2 separate regions of the Mus musculus genome follow, and region 1 is linked to region 2. A link is a contact called in public HiChIP or PLAC-seq data. All regions are on one chromosome and are shown on one strand. Each heading gives the region's core, a stretch centred on a gene start, on an enhancer-like site or on the middle of the called end of the contact. The rest is flanking DNA. Distances are from core to core; before and after follow the strand shown. Region 1 holds the start of Sntg2 (syntrophin, gamma 2). Region 2 holds the start of Gm15691 (a long non-coding RNA gene).

What was found. HiChIP or PLAC-seq counts read pairs in DNA pulled down with a chosen protein or histone mark.
Region 1: a contact with region 2 is called in an H3K4me3 HiChIP or PLAC-seq map of embryonic stem cells, with 19 read pairs. The contact joins the promoter of Sntg2 here to the enhancer-like site in region 2. A contact is called at or near these places in 14 of 39 promoter capture datasets (the 3T3-L1 cell line, 3T3-L1-derived adipocytes, cranial neural crest and 9 more), 3 of 15 datasets of contacts at CTCF or cohesin (embryonic stem cells and stem cell-derived epiblast-like cells), 79 of 484 Hi-C or Micro-C datasets (3T3-L1-derived adipocytes, the AtT-20 cell line, the HL-1 cell line and 42 more), 14 of 115 datasets of contacts at active chromatin or transcription factors (astrocytes, craniofacial prominence, embryonic forebrain and 7 more) and 1 of 9 other capture datasets (adipose tissue).

What each region holds. Positions count from the first base shown.
Region 1 is chr12:30,367,623-30,374,976 of GRCm38.p6, forward strand. Sntg2 (syntrophin, gamma 2) reads right to left here and starts at 5,753. Exons shown (of 17, transcript NM_172951.3): 1 at 5,536-5,753. The coding sequence starts at 5,607.
Region 2 is chr12:30,058,687-30,066,560 of GRCm38.p6, forward strand. All of the region lies in intron 16 of Tpo (thyroid peroxidase), which reads right to left. It overlaps Gm15691 (a long non-coding RNA gene), which reads left to right and starts at 781. Exons shown (of 3, transcript XR_872629.1): 1 at 781-1,362; 2 at 2,382-2,504; 3 at 3,094-3,427. Within about 2 kb of position 3,690, at least 5 of the 459 cell types and tissues checked have an H3K27ac peak or open chromatin away from gene starts, as enhancers often do. A contact at or near this core is called in embryonic stem cells, where this site is marked.

The DNA.
Region 1 (7,354 bases), core at 4,503-7,002, 310 kb after region 2:
ACTAGGGACATAATGAACACTCTAGGTAATTACAGTGCAAAAAGTCAAACTGATAGAGCCACTTGGAGAAGTATAATTACCTGAAGAAATCACTAAGACAATCTTTAGCCCTGGGAACAGAATAAATTACATTTAACCATTAGTGGTTATACTGATGTGTAAAATTAAAATTTAGCTACTGTAAAAAATAAAATGGCATAATTTCAGTGAAACATCAATAAGCTAATAACAAGTATAAAATAAGTGATCAGCTCAAGAACAAGAATTGGGGCTTTCTCCTCTCCTTCATAGTAGTAACTGCTATGAATAAACACTGCAGAATCAACTACCGGGGAATATAAGTAACACCTCAGACTTGCCTCCTCCTCCTAAGAAAAAGGGCATAATTGCCACTCCTTTAGAGATACTATTGTTATCAGAGCTGGGGTTGTCGCTTCCTAAAGGCCAGGCACAGGCACACTGCTCCTGAAGATGTCACAGGGAAGCCTCCGAGCAGAGCATACAGATAGCAGTGGATGCTGGTGGGAGGTCCTGGCTGCACCAGCAACTAGAATGAGCCAGGGATAGGGGAGCTAGGGCAATGCCAGGCTAGCACAGCTGTCCAGGAAACTGGAAAATCAAGGCCAAAAGTTCAGAGGGCACAGTCTAAATAGTCAGTAAGGTCTGTGGTCGACTCTACGATGCTCAGACATGTGGACATCAGAGAGGAAATGCAATTCAGGGTTTAGTAGACGCCAAGCCTTGAAGACATATTCTGTGAACCCTTAAACAGAGCCAGTCCAACTAGAATGGCTATAGACAGTTTGTGGGGGCCAGAATGAAATAGTGGCATAGTTTGGGAAGCCCCGGGACCAGTAACAAACAAGAGGTTATGCAAAATAACTTCCAGTGGCTACACTATGTACCCAAGTGTGAAAACCCAATTGAGGCAGTCATCATATTGGGTCAGGAAGAGGAGAGGAGCAGTGACCAACACACCCTAAAGCTGAGCATCTGCCTGCAGACAAAGGCACAGAGGTCTGGGACTGAGGCGATGGGGGCAGCCCTGTCCTCAGTGAGGCACATGACAAGCTCAGCAAGTGGAGTGCAGCACGACACCGCTTACCACAGGAAAAATCAGTCAGTCAATCGGAGACACAAGTTGGGGGGTGGCCCACTTCCTCTCTTTTACCTCATCTTGGAAAGGGCAAGGGGAGGGGGATTACTCTGTTCCAGTCCTAAAAGCTGAGTCACCTAGCAGTGTGGGCATGCCCTAGATGCAAAGTACTTGTTTCTCATGGAAAATAAATTAGATAACTTTTTAGGATCACTGACAATCATACCACCCTTCACAAATATGGACTGTTTATTAAGAAACTGGGTGGAATCCTATGGTTGTATTTTACCTATAACACAGTACTGCCACTTAGACCTCTAACTGTTTGAATCAGTTCTAGGAATGAGATTCAACAGTGTTGTGTGATTTTCCACCTAGTTACTTCAATTAAAATAAAAATAGATACGTTTATTCTTCACCAGTCTGGGCTTAAATGAATTTACTACTGTCTGGAGTGAGGCGTACTTTTCTTCCTGGAGCTGGGGTCCAAGGAACAGTGATGAGAGAAATAAATCCAAAAAATGAAAGTCAATGACCACAGTGACACACACACAGTGGTTTTAATATCTCATGTGATTGTATTTATCGTAATACAAGTCAGAGCTGTAACCAAGTGGAATCCGTCCAAATGTCAAATGGATTCTGGTGCCTATCCAAGCTGGGTAAGTCAAAATGCTGACAGTTTAGAGTAGCATCGTTCTTTCACAATACAAAAACATTACTGTAAATATTAAGGCAGATAAGGTGTTAGGCAGGTAGGGAAAATGGCGATAAAACGGGGTAAGCAGAATGAAAATTTAGCAATTTTGGAGTAAGTCATCTCTGAAATTAGCATACCTTATGTGTTAAAAATATAACCTGACATTTTTATAACTTTGCAATTACAGCCTTAAATAAGCTAAAAAGGCATAGTCGTTTTCCTTAAATCTTAATTATTTGCCTAATAAAAATGTAACGGATGAATAATAATACCACATCTGAAAAGAAATGTTTAACAAGGAAATTCAAACTGAAAAAGAATCACACAGCCCTCACAGCACATTTTAATAGCATGTGTTGAAGCGTGCAGGATGGTATAGAGTTTTAGTTGTCTCTGGGCAGGGTAGGATTTCGAAGATGCCCTGTGTGTCCTTGGGGGTAGAGAAGAACAGCCAGTGCTCCCAGAGGAAGCCAGGAATGGCCTTGAGTGGGGATCAAGTCCGCAAGGGGAGCTTAGTGCAGAAATAGAAGGGATAAGCCGGCTTCCACAGGCTGAATGGGACTCCAGGAAGGCCGAGGATTCAGCGCCACCTCCTGTTGGCAGAAAGCAATGCAACTTTTCCAAACCTATGTGAGCTCAGGGCAGCAGCGGTTATTGGACCACAAGGGAAACACTCACCAGTACAAAACCCAAGTGCCTTTTCCATGAAATTGTTAATGTCTTTTCCTTAGAAGGCCTTTAGAAACCTTCTTTTTTTTTCATCTTATACAACGAAATCGCTCAGTCTAACTGAATAGCCAGTTTCTGAGAACCATACTACCTAGATGTGTACATAATGTATGCATATATCGTAGCATCATAACGTACTACACTGAAATATGTCATATGTACATTGTCATTTCTAAATGACAGTTGATTGCTAAGGGTGACTGGTGTCAGAATGCAAGTGACCAATAAGAATTGCTCTGGAGAGTTTACAGGTGAGAAGGGGGTAAGTGGGCTTCCCCAGCGAGGGTTGCTAATTTTCTCCAATGCTAACCAGTGAGTTTCTCTTTATACTGTAAGTACAGTGCAAGCCCTGGGTACTAGCACAGCACAGCACAAGGGAGAAGGAAGGAAGGAAATCATTTAATAACAAGGGGTCTGGATTCAACAGTGCCCCCCTCATCCTGTGCCTCAATGCCACCTTCTCTGGCTTCTCAAAAGTGTGTTGTACGAGCCATCCTGGAATATATGTCTAGATTACAACCAAAAACTATACAGATAAGTAGATATGAGAAGTTGTTACATATATTTCAGAAAAAAGGGACAAATTTAATTTCTGATATTTTTAACAAGTAAATTCAGGTTTCTAAATTAGATCCTGTTTACATGTTCACCATGAGGCATGTTGTCTCCTGGTAAAAATCAAGTAACTCCTTGTTTTAAAATACATGGGATTGGCCTATGATGTCACAGGCACCAAAAGAAATTCTATTGGTGAGATCAAAAGTGTCTGAAAGAAATAAGGACGCACGTAACAGGAGCAGGAAACAAGGGGGAGTATTGGGATCCTACAGTGTCTGCTTAACTTATCTCTGCAGTAACAGCGGCTCTGGAAAAAAAAAATGGCTAAGAGATTCCCTTACGAAGCGTGCCTTCAAAACGACTAGAAATCTCTGCACCTTCCCATGGGCAGGGTAGATCATCCTATGAATTTACAGCTTACCAGTTCACACTGCTGTGCATTGAAGGGTGACCACTTAAAAATAAAAAAAAAATTACACAGTAAACACAAGTCCTGCTAAGAACTGCAGACTCTCAGTCTATGGAATGGTTGGTTCTCAGAACAGAACTTTAGGAAATGGCCTAACTCAGAAAATGTGTGTGAGACACCAAATCTGGCCCAATTGCTAGTATTCAAACAAGCAGCCATTATAGTGAATAATTATACTTTTGACGCCAGAGAGAAAAAAAGTCAGACTACATTAGATCCAGTATAATTATTTTTCTAAGTAAATGCTCTAAATTCTGTGAACTGAAACGATGGCATAGCTAGGCATTGCAAAGCTCAGTAATGTTATGCACAGTAATTGTTAAGAAACTGCAGAATTCTTCAAAGGTGTCTATGCTCCTGGGATTTGTTAGACACCATTCATCAGAGGTTCAAGTACTGCAGCATGAACTGCAGGTAACACAATCCTCGGATTCTGAGAATGTGCAAGTGTCAATCTTGGCAGATTTACTTTAAATACAACCCCGAACCTCAACACAATGGAGTTTAGCACTACATTACTGCAAACAGTTCCCTTCAAGTCCAGTTCTGATGGGCCATCTCACATCATCAAGGTTCCCGTGACACATAAGATGCTGAACGGGTCTTGGGACTGTCTTGCGACTTAGTGATTGACGTGGAGCTCAACAAGCTTATTTGAAGACTTCTGTGTCATGCATGCACTTAAAACTGAAGTCTGCCAAAACTCACGGAGAGGTTCAAAGTAAAACAAATCACTTCAAGTCTTCCTCTAATGGTAACCGTTACTAACAAGACTTGTTGCAAGAACATTCCCAAAATGCACTGTGGGAGGACATTCTATTCAAGTCCTGAGAGATATACACCAGAGAGCCAGTGGCACTTGCTTTCTTCTATTTCCAGGTAATCTAAGTGGATTTCCTAAGGTATGAGTCCCATCTGCTGTACTTGGGTAACTACTCACATTACAAAGTATTAAAAAATAATTAAAACAAACAAAAAACCCAAATCCCACCACATTCCACCCAAAATGTGGACGATGTTGAGGGACTCTGTAGGATGGTTCAGTTTGCAAAGCAGATACACTGGTCTTGACACATTAAACATACCACTGTGCACTAGCTATTTCTGAAGCCTTGTGACTGGACAGTTAGCAGCCACTCCAGCCTACAGTCTTAGAAACCTTTGTTACCCTAAAAGGACCTTATTCTCCTGTAGTGCTGAAGGCTTGGGCTCTTGAGCAAAGTTAAAAAGGAGGCGTGACTGCACCCCAGGACACACGCACACAGCTTCCTAAGGCCATGATAAACAGCTGCTGGCTTGCACCCTCTCCAGAACACTTGGCTGAGCTGTGTGGGTGGCAACTTGAAGGTTTCCAAGAACTTTCCGTTTTTGTTTAAATCAACATTTCAGGGTTTTGTCAATCAATAGTTTCGTTTCTTTTAAAAATAGGGGGGTGGGTGGGTAGGACCTAGAATAGACTTTTAAAAACATGTTGCAAAGTTGGCCCATCAGCATTCTCTTGGTTTCTGGGCGATACTGAGCTGGTGGCCCAAGCGATAGACAGAGGCAGTTGGCACCACACCTCATCAAGGGGACAACAAGAAGCCCTGCATAGTGCCTGAGTGGCTGCCAGAGCCCTGCCTACGACCAGAGAGACCACTCCTTGGAAGAAATACTGGACAGAGCCCAAACCCCATGGTCTGGAAGCCTTAGTTACCACGCTGTAAAGGAAAGCACCTGTGCCCCATGACCCAGATGTTAAAGATAAGAAAATAAAAACCTGCACGCTGTAACTGTGAGGCAAGGAAGACAAGATTGCGGTGCCCAGGGGCTAGTGTTATCCACTATGCCCAGGGCCCAGAGCCAACCCCCGCCCACAAGAGCCACCCGGAAAGGGGGATACAAGGACTCAAGAAAGGAGGAGGCGCTGGGAGAGGAGGGTAGGCAGGGAGACTGAAGGGACTCAGAGGTTGAGGAAGAGGGCCTCCAGGGGACCCCACTCACCCGCGCGGGCACCAGTAGGTGACTAGGACGCCCGCGGGGGGCGGCCAGGGACTGCGATCCCTCGGCGCTCATCGCCGCCCACGCGGCTAGGCGTGCGCTTCGGGCTCCGGAGCTCCTAAGTCCAGCGCCAGCACGGCGCCCGCGCCCCTCTGTGGACGGGCTGGGGCGGACAGAGCCAGCAGCCACTGCGCTAGCAAGCAGGGCAGGCACGGAACCCCGCCCACCTCCCAGCAGCCCGGCCCCTACTACTCTGCTCACCGCCCACCAAGCCCCGCCCATTACCATCAAGCCACGCCTCATGCCCGGTAACCCCGCCCATCAGCTCTGCCCTTCCACCTCCTGTCAGTGAGGGGTGAACTGGTTTGTGAGCTGGTTGCCACCTCCTTGCTGAGACCATCACTTCCCCCACCTCGGTCAGCAAAGTAGAAAGCTGAAACAAGCTCAGATGCGCGCATCCCTTAGGGTTGGAAGGCTAACCGGGCACCTGGGTCATGGGGGACCAGGAAGCTATTACCAGTGGATTCTGGTGATACCTTCACTGTAGCCACTTCTGCTGGCAAAGCTTCTTAGATTCTGAGTGTAGTGGTACTTTGTCCTGACAACAGCCTTGGGTCCTTTTGGTGTCTCCGGACTTCCACACAGTAGCCTAGACTGGCTACCCTAAGGACCCACTTTCTGGGAAAAATGAGAGCATATGAACATACTAAGTCCTTCAGCCTCAGTGGTCTCCATTCCTGTATGTCTGTCTTTTCCTCTCTTGGCATCTGCTTAGGCTCCAGTTCCCATCTGAGGGCAGCTTGGGATCTGTACCCCTAATTTCACTCTGCCTCCCACAAAGGGCTCCAGCTTAGTCACCAGTCCCAGTTAAGAACGTCTCTTATTTGACCAAATTTGTAACAAAAGAAATGTCATAAAAGTGATATTGGGTTTTATAGATTCATATCATACTAGTATAAATGTAAATAAAAATTAGTCTGGGCTAAAAGTCTATGCCTGTCTGCACCCTCACCCAAGGGTTGCCAATACTTAACTAAAAAGCAAACATATTTTCCTCCCTCTTCAGGTCTTATACCTCAGCCCCATCACTCACAGGCATGTATGTGCCAGTGGACAGCACCCCGCGATGCTTATCTTTACTGCTGCACTATTAGGAAAGACTGGCAGTCTAATGTGGGGTTTTCATGGCCCACAATGGACAAACAAACCATGCACAGCTAAAACCTGAGCAGCCCTGGGCTTGTGACCCAGCAGTACAGGAGCAAAGCTTTCCACATTCCCAAGTCTTATTTAGCACCTGCCTACAATTCTGCGGCTTTGGTTCATGGACAAAGAGGGTTATGACCATCTTTTTATGCTTTCCCAGTATAAAAAGCGAGCCTTAGATGACTGGATAAAAAAATGTTTAGCAATTTTTGTTTGTAGAAAAACCTAGCATAAGAATGAGGTCATGCAACTCATTTGAGGTTGCGTCTTGCAAAGTAGATGGGTTCAATCTCTGAGAAATCAGAGCTCTAAAGATAGACTTCTTACAAAGGGAAGACTCATCCCATAGTCTGAAGGAGAGACAAGCATGTAGTTATTCATCATGTTAGAGTTGGTAGACTGCATATTAGTTCAAATTTTGCAAGTAGAAAACGACTTGGGCATCCTTTGCTGAAACCTAAGCTAATCATTAATTTGGTGAATTCTGTGTCTTTCTTGGTGCTCATTGGAGCCCTGTCTGTACTCATTCTGTTTCTTGATTCAGGATAGGTGACGTGCACCGGGGCTGCCTTGGGAAACTATACAGTTCAGGCTTGAATTGTAATTTCTCAGATTT
Region 2 (7,874 bases), core at 2,440-4,939:
TCCAGGTTTCCCAACATCCCTCAATCCCTACTTGGCATATCCTATCCTCTACCTTGAACTTTCCATCCCAAGGACTGGGCTGCCCTTTCTCCAGAGGCTCTTCCCTATATAATCTATACACCCCCCCCAATACATACACCTCTTTATATGCACACTCTCCTCTCTTTCTCTCTACTCTCCCCTCCCCCCATCTCCCTTCTCATGGTAACTTCCCTGGCTTCATTCCTTGGCACCAGTGAACTTGCCCAGAGTGCCTTTCTAACAAACCTGCCTTTACATACTTTAATCTGTCATGAATTGACTCATTTCACCTGCAGAGAAAGAACACTTCCAGGACTCCATTCTCCATTAACACATACCTATAGAGTCTATAACATCAAGGTCCATGCTAACCTCCAGCCTCCCTCAGCCTCTACTCACTGGTTATTGCTGTACACATCGAAGACTCCCACCCAACTCACTGGCTCCCTTTCTTCCAGGTACCCATTTCCCTGTAGCCCTAGAGATTATTTCTCCTGTCGCTTCTCCATGGTGATGCCCACCATACAGACAGTTTCTTCTATCTGTTGGGGGAAAGAGACAGTCTCCTGGAAGGATTCCCCCCCACTGGATTTACTTGGTTAGTGTTAAGAATCAGTCCCTCAGCAGGGTAGCCTGAGATGAAATGATTATCTGTCTCCTGGCCAGCCTCTAAAAGGCCTCCCATCAGGTAATTAGTTGTAATAAACTGAGGGAGATCACTCAGAGGCCAGATGAAAATCCTGCCAAGCTCCGTACCCTGCAGAGCCCCTCCTTCGGTACACAGATCTAGATCTGAATTCTCCAGAGGGCATGCTTGCCTGTTCCAGCTAGCTTCCACTATTAGAAAGAAAGAAAAAAAAAAGCTTAAAAGGCGGATGACAGTCCTCACACTCCCCAGAGAGATTGGCTGGATGTGGCATTAAGGTGTCTAATGGAAGAGAGAAGCAGGGAAAGATGTAAAGGACTTCCCATGAGAGACAGAAGTACCAGCTCCTGGCCGCAGCCCATGGTGTCCTCCGAAGAGAAGATGGGGGCACAAATGAACCTCACTTGGGGCTTGCTTTAAAGTGGCAAAGCTGGCCACTGGGTGAAAAACCTGCCCTTCCCTTTGCTTACCTCCAGGACCCTGCCCAAACTATGGAAGAGCAGGACACTGGAGAGTTGACTGCACCTCTTTGCTTCACTAAGGTAGGTCTGTGCCCTAAGTTTCTCCTCCACAGGAAAGACTCTTGGATCTTCTGTGCCTGCTGTCCGAGGACCGACACTGCCCTGGGACTTTCACTTCTAACAAAACCATCAAGATTATCACAGAGGAGTCTAGGATAACTGTCCAGGTAATGGGTAAGTCTCTACCATTCCTAATAGATTTGGGAGATATTTACCCTTTATGTCCCACTTACTCTGAAGAAAATGATCCTGTTTAGATCTCTGTGGTGGGTGGGTGTGGGCAGTGATGGTTAAGCCCATCAGCCCAAGACTACAGGTCCTCTCCTCTGTTCCTTCTAGGGTCACTCCTTACATTACTGGGCAGAGATATCATGGTTAAGTTACACTTTTCCTTTTCAACCAACTCTGTCTGGAATTTCTCCCTCTTTTAGCCTCTGAAGAGCCCCCTTATTTACTGGTTAACATTCATGCTTCACTCTACCCCGATCAGACTCCCTCATTGACCCACTCCTATAGGACACTTCCTCTTCCAAAGTGGCCTCACATCCTCCTCCTATTAAGATCCTATTCTTGGACCCTATCTCCTACACCAGTCACTCTCAATATCGTATTTTCCAAAAACCTAGACAGGGCTTAAAACCTATCACATAGTACTTTCTTGATAAAGGTGGTCTCACATGCACTCATGTACCCAACAATGCTTCTATCTTGCCTGTACTAAAAAACCATGACAGTTCATACTGCCCAGTTCTGGACCGCAGAATTATTAACACAGGTGCCATTCCAATCCACCCAGTTGAACTTAGCACTATATTCTACTCTCAGATTCCCTCCTCTACCTCTTACTTTACTGACCTAAACCATAAGGACAGTTTCTTCACCGTTCCTTTACACTCAAATTCACATGATCTATTTGTTCTTATCTGGGTGGATCCTTATACCGGTACTGCATCCCAGCTTACTGTGACAGTCTTCCCCCAGAGGTTCTCACAGGCTTTCAGCCAGGCTCTGTCCACTGACCTCCTCTCTCTAGCTCTGCCCACAGCCACTTAATCCAATATGTAGACGACCTTCTACTATGTCATCACTCACTCTCACCGTCACAACCATATACTGCTTAGCTTCTTACTGTCTAGGAAACAAAGAATACCGTGTCATCCCTTCTAAAGCTCAACTTTCTATCTATTCTTTAGATCAAGAAGCTGGGCTTTCTGCTATCCACGAATAATTGTGAACGCACTCTTGATTACAGACAGTACCTGTGGACCCTCCTGCCTTCAGCCATCATGGAGAAGACTCTCTCCGTCCCTCACCTGGTGAGGTACCTTAAACCTGGATTCCTAATACTGCTCTTCTGGCTCAGCCCCTCTAAGAAGCATCTAGAGGTTCCCTGGCTGAGCCTTTAAATCCTAGTAAGCCTGTAATGCCTACTTTCCTTCGCCTCTGAGATGCAGTCCCACAGGCCCCTGCCCTCACGTTCCCAGACCTTGACCAACCCTTTACACTACTGAAAAATGGTAAATGGCTGTAGGGATTTGGGGACAAATGAGAGGACACACACATTTGCTCTTGTTACCTACCTTTTCAAACATCCAGACACACAGTTAGATGAAGAGGTTGCTTACAAGCACTAGCAACAGACTCCCTACTGGCCTGGGAAGCTTTTTAAGCTCTCTTTTGGTTGCTTTCTTTCATCATCCTAAAGAAAACCTGATATTTCATCTGGTCCCTGACCTTTACCTAACCCTGTTACTCACTCACCTTCCCAAGGCCATTGTCCTCATCATTCCTGCCCAGAGTCACATAAAACCCTTACCTACACAAACTCACAACTTTCTATTTCCCCTTTGACATGCCATGGCTATACTTGGTTTATAGATATGTGCTTATCTCTCTGCTCCACAGGCTCCTGCCAAGACAGAGATTCCATCCTCTCCTCTGATCTGGCTGGAGAATTTTCTCCTTTACCCTCAAGCACTACTGTGCCCTTCTCCCAGTCTTGAGTTGGCTAAACAAGTCTCCGACTGGAGCCAGGCATCTGGCCTCACTACATTTACATCTTCCTGCTGTGTCTAGAGAGACTGCCCACCCATTGAGATGCTGTTGAGCTTATTTTGCAACAAAATCCAGCTGAGACAAAGCAACAGAACACAGCCAGAACAAAGGACTAGCCTTTGGGATTTTCCCCCATATATTTAGAATTAAAAAAAAATTAAACATTAAACCTTTATCAGAAACATTTCTCTTGGTTTCGTTCCTTTCTCGTCTGTCTGTCCCATTCCATCCCCAGCTCTCCTTTCAGGTATATCCGTTCTCCCTGGCTACTAGATGGCTACAGGTGAAAAGGTCAGTTTAGTAACTTTGGGAAGGTCATGAAACACTTGCCCCTCCGGAAGGGAGAGGCTAATTAACATTTCTCAGACAACGGGGAGGAACCACATTCCTCAGGACTGACCATTGCCCACCTTCAGACAAGGGAAGTCCTTGTCACCTCATTCCTAAAGACCAATCAGTTTAAAGGGGGTTGGTGATGCTCTTTTCTGTCCCTGGAAACCACATAAAAACTCACCGAACAGGTGCTGGTGGTCACTGCCTCTCCTTTGGGTCTGGGACAACCCCAGTGCACTGGAACAATAAATTCCTCTTGCTTTTTGCATGGATCCTGGCTCCACATGGTTCACTCGTGTGTGTGTGTGTGTGGGGGGGGGGTAAGCTAAGGCTCCCCAGAGTCTTACACAGGTGGCTACACACTACTTCTCAGAATGCAGAGCTCATGGCCCTCACTAGAAGCCTTCACCTTAGCACTAGACAAAACTGCCTAACTGTATTAGTCAGGGTTCTCTAGAGTCACAGAACTTATGGATAGTCTCTAGATAGTAAAGGAATTTATTGATGACTTACAGTCGGCAGCCCAATTCCCAACAATGGTTCAGTCGCAGCTGTGAATGGAAGTCCAAGGATCTAGCAGTTACTCAGTCTCACGCAGCAAGCAGGCGAAGGAGCAAGAGCAAGAGCTCCCTTCTTCCAATGTCCTTATATTGTCTCCAGCAGAAGGTGTAGCCCAGATTAAAGGTGTGTTCCACCACACCTTTAATCCCAGATGAAAGGTGTACCCCAGATTAAAGGTGTGTTCCTTAAACTCGGAGATTCAATCTTCTGGAATCCATAGCCACTATGGCTCAAGATCTCCATCCCAAGATCCAGATAAGGATCTCCCAGCCTCCAGATAAGGGTCACTGGTGAGCCTTCCAATTCCGGATTGTAGTTCATTCCAAATATAGTCAAGTTGACAACCAGGAATAGCCACTACACTAACATATACACAGGTTCTAAGTATGCTTTCCATAGTCTACATTAACATGCTTTTTTTGGTGGATACTTAATTTTTTATTATTTTCTTTATTTACATTTCAAATATCCCCTTTCCTGGTTTCCCCTCTGACAACTCCCCTATTCCCTCCCCCTGCTCACCAACCCACTCACTCCTGCTTCCTAACCCTGGCATTCCCCTATACTGGGGCATAGAGCCTTCACAGGATCAAGGGCCTTTCCTCCAACTGATGGCCGGCTAGGCCATCTTCTGCTACATATGTGGCTGGAGCCATGAGTCCCTCCATGTATACTCTTTGGTTGGTGGTTTAGTCCCTGGGAACTCTGGGGATACTGGTTAATTCATATTGTTGTTCTTTCTATGGGTCTGCAGACCCCTTCAGCTCCTTGGGTTCTTTCTCTAGCTCCTTCATTGGGGACCTTGTGCTCAGTCCAATATTGACTGTGAGCATCCACCTCTGTGTTTGTCAGGCACTGTCAGAGGCCCTCAGGAGACAGCTATAACAGGCTTCTGTCAGTAAGCACTTGTTGGCATCCACAATAGTGTCTGGGTTTGGTGACTATATATGGGATGGATTCCTCAGGTGGGGCAGTCTCTGGATATTAACATGCTTCTATTTGTCAGGAGAGAGGTTTTCTCACTACCAGACAGACAACTGTTACCAATGGGCCTCTAATTCTAAAGCTGCTAGAAGCCTCTTACCTTCCCAATCAGACAGCAGTTATTCATTGTTGGGAGCACCAGACACCTACTAATGATATAACCTTGGGAAATGTTTTTGCTGACAGCACTGCCAAAGAGGCAAGCCAACATTCCCATTCCTATCATCCTTTCTCTATTCTCCTCTTGGTTCCTCCAAACTTACTCCCTATGTACTCTGAGTCCCAATGATAGGCCCTCTATGTTATGGGACGAGTCATGGGTTTTCAAGGGTAACTCCTTCTACAGTACAGAGATTGTCTTCCTGACCCTCAAGCAAAGTCCTATTTACACATCTTTTCACATTGGGGCTCAAGCTCTCTACTCACTCCTCCAATTCTTATTTCACCATCCTTTTTGCCCTCCTTAAGGCTACCATCCAGGCATGTTCCACCTGAGTCCAAACCTCCCAACAGGGAGCCGTGAGTGTGTGTGTGTGTGTGTGTGTGTGTGTACACTGTTGCTGTCTTCAAACAGACCAGAAGAGGGCATCAGATCCCATTACAGATGGTTATGGCCCACAGTGGGTTGCTGGAGATTGAACTCAGGACCTGTCGGAGAGTAGTCGGTGCTCTTAACTACTGAGCCATCTCTCCAGCCCCATCAGGGGTTACTCTTCTGAGGGAGGACTGGTAGATCTATCTATCTATCTATCTATCTATCTATCTATCTATCTATCTATCTATCTATCTATCTATCTTTCTCTCTCTCTCTCACACACACACCCTAATAAAAAGCACAGATACATCTTTTTATCATGGTAGACATTTCTCAGGATGGATAGAAACATCTCCTACTCCATCAGAGACTGCAGCAGCTATTTGTTCCCACCTCATGAATGATATTCTACTCAGGTTTGTACTTCCTATATCTACATATTCAGATAATGGCCTGGCAGTCATTCCTAAAGTCACTCAGTTAGTCTTGAGGGTCTTAGGGGTACAGTGGCACCTTCACATTCCCTACTGACCTCAGTCCTTGGGGAAGGTAGGAAGGGATAATGGAGTTATTAAGATTCATTGATCAAAACTGTCTTCTAAAGTCCTTTTCCTTGGACTCAACCTTTGCCTGTTTCCCTCACTTGAATTTAGGCCACACCCCTCTTTCCTCAGCACCTTTGAGTTAACATGCATCCCTTCCGTCTGGGAAATTGACCTCATGTGGAAGCAGCCCCACTATGTGACTATCGACTTACTTACTCTCACTCTGAGACACCATCTCTGGGAACACATTGATCTTGTGCCCCTCATGCCCACAACTGATCCTATACCCAAACCATACTGTCAGGAGACTGGTTTTATTTGAAAGTTTTTTTCCCACAGGCTTTCAACTCACGCTGGATGGGCCCACATCTGGTCATCTTTATCACACTAATGGCAGCTGAACTTCAAGGAATTAAACCTGGATCCATCTATCACGGCTCAAAAGGGCTCCTGACCTCTTATCTGATAAGTACAGCTGCCAACTAAAGCTTAGGCTTTCCTACTACCCACCTGTTCCTGAGAATGGCCTTCTCTGTCACCCTCCTGCCCTGAGCTCACTTTGTTTTTCCAACCTCCCAGACAGCAGGACCATGACAATCCTTGAAGTTCCAGATATATACCATTCATAGTACTAGACTCCTTCGTTCTGCCTTCTGTCTGCTCTCTGCCTGCTACTCAGAGATTTAACTGTGCTGACTTAAATATGTTTGCCCCATGGAGCGGCACTATTTGGAGGTGTGACCTTGTTGGACTAGGTGTGTCACTGTGGGTGTGGGCTTTAAGACCATCATCCTAGTTTCCTGGAAGTCATTGCCTGTTTGCCTTCAGAACAAGATGTAGACCTCGAAGCTCCTTCTGCACCATGCCTGCCTGGGCACTGCCATACTCCCACCTTGATGATAATGGACTGAACCTCTGAATCTGTAAGCCAGTCCCAATTACATGTTGTCCTTTATAAGAGTTATCTTGGTCATGGTGTCTGTTCATAGTAGTAAAACTCTAACTAAGACACTAACTTTCTATACCCAAGCAGTAAGGAACAGCCCAACTTCAATTTATGTGACAATTCCAGGTACCTTTGTCTTCTCCTGGCCTGCACTGACTCTTCATCCTGGGATGAGTGCCTATATTGAAGTTGTAAGTACCAGCACTCTAACCAGGGTAGAACACACAACTTCAACAACTGTGTTGTGGACCATGACAAGTATGGTCATTTTTATCATCTGGGGGCCCTTAGAGAGTAGGTCCAAGGGGTTGTGGGGTAGATCTAAATCTATATGACCAGGGCTAGCCCATCTGGCAAAAAATGAGTGGTAATTTTTAGATCCCTTGAGGAAACACCCATCATCTTTTTAGGTAATATAGTGGGGGTTTACTCAACAGTCTGAAATCACTCTACAAGTCCAAGGTGCAGGAGACCTTTCTTAACTCAGCCCTTTGGAAGACTATTCTAAATGAACCTCTGAGTCTCCTCCGTATCTATGGTAGTAACAGTGGGTCATAGCAGTGAAGCAGTAACAGTAACATAACTTCATCCTTCCTTTATGCTCCTTTGCAGCAACCCTGAGAGGCAGCTATGCCTCTTATCCACTTAACCCTAAACTCTACATTCTGTAACCTCAAAACATGCCCCTCCATCACCTCTTCTTAGCATTTCCTCTAGGCTCTTCCCA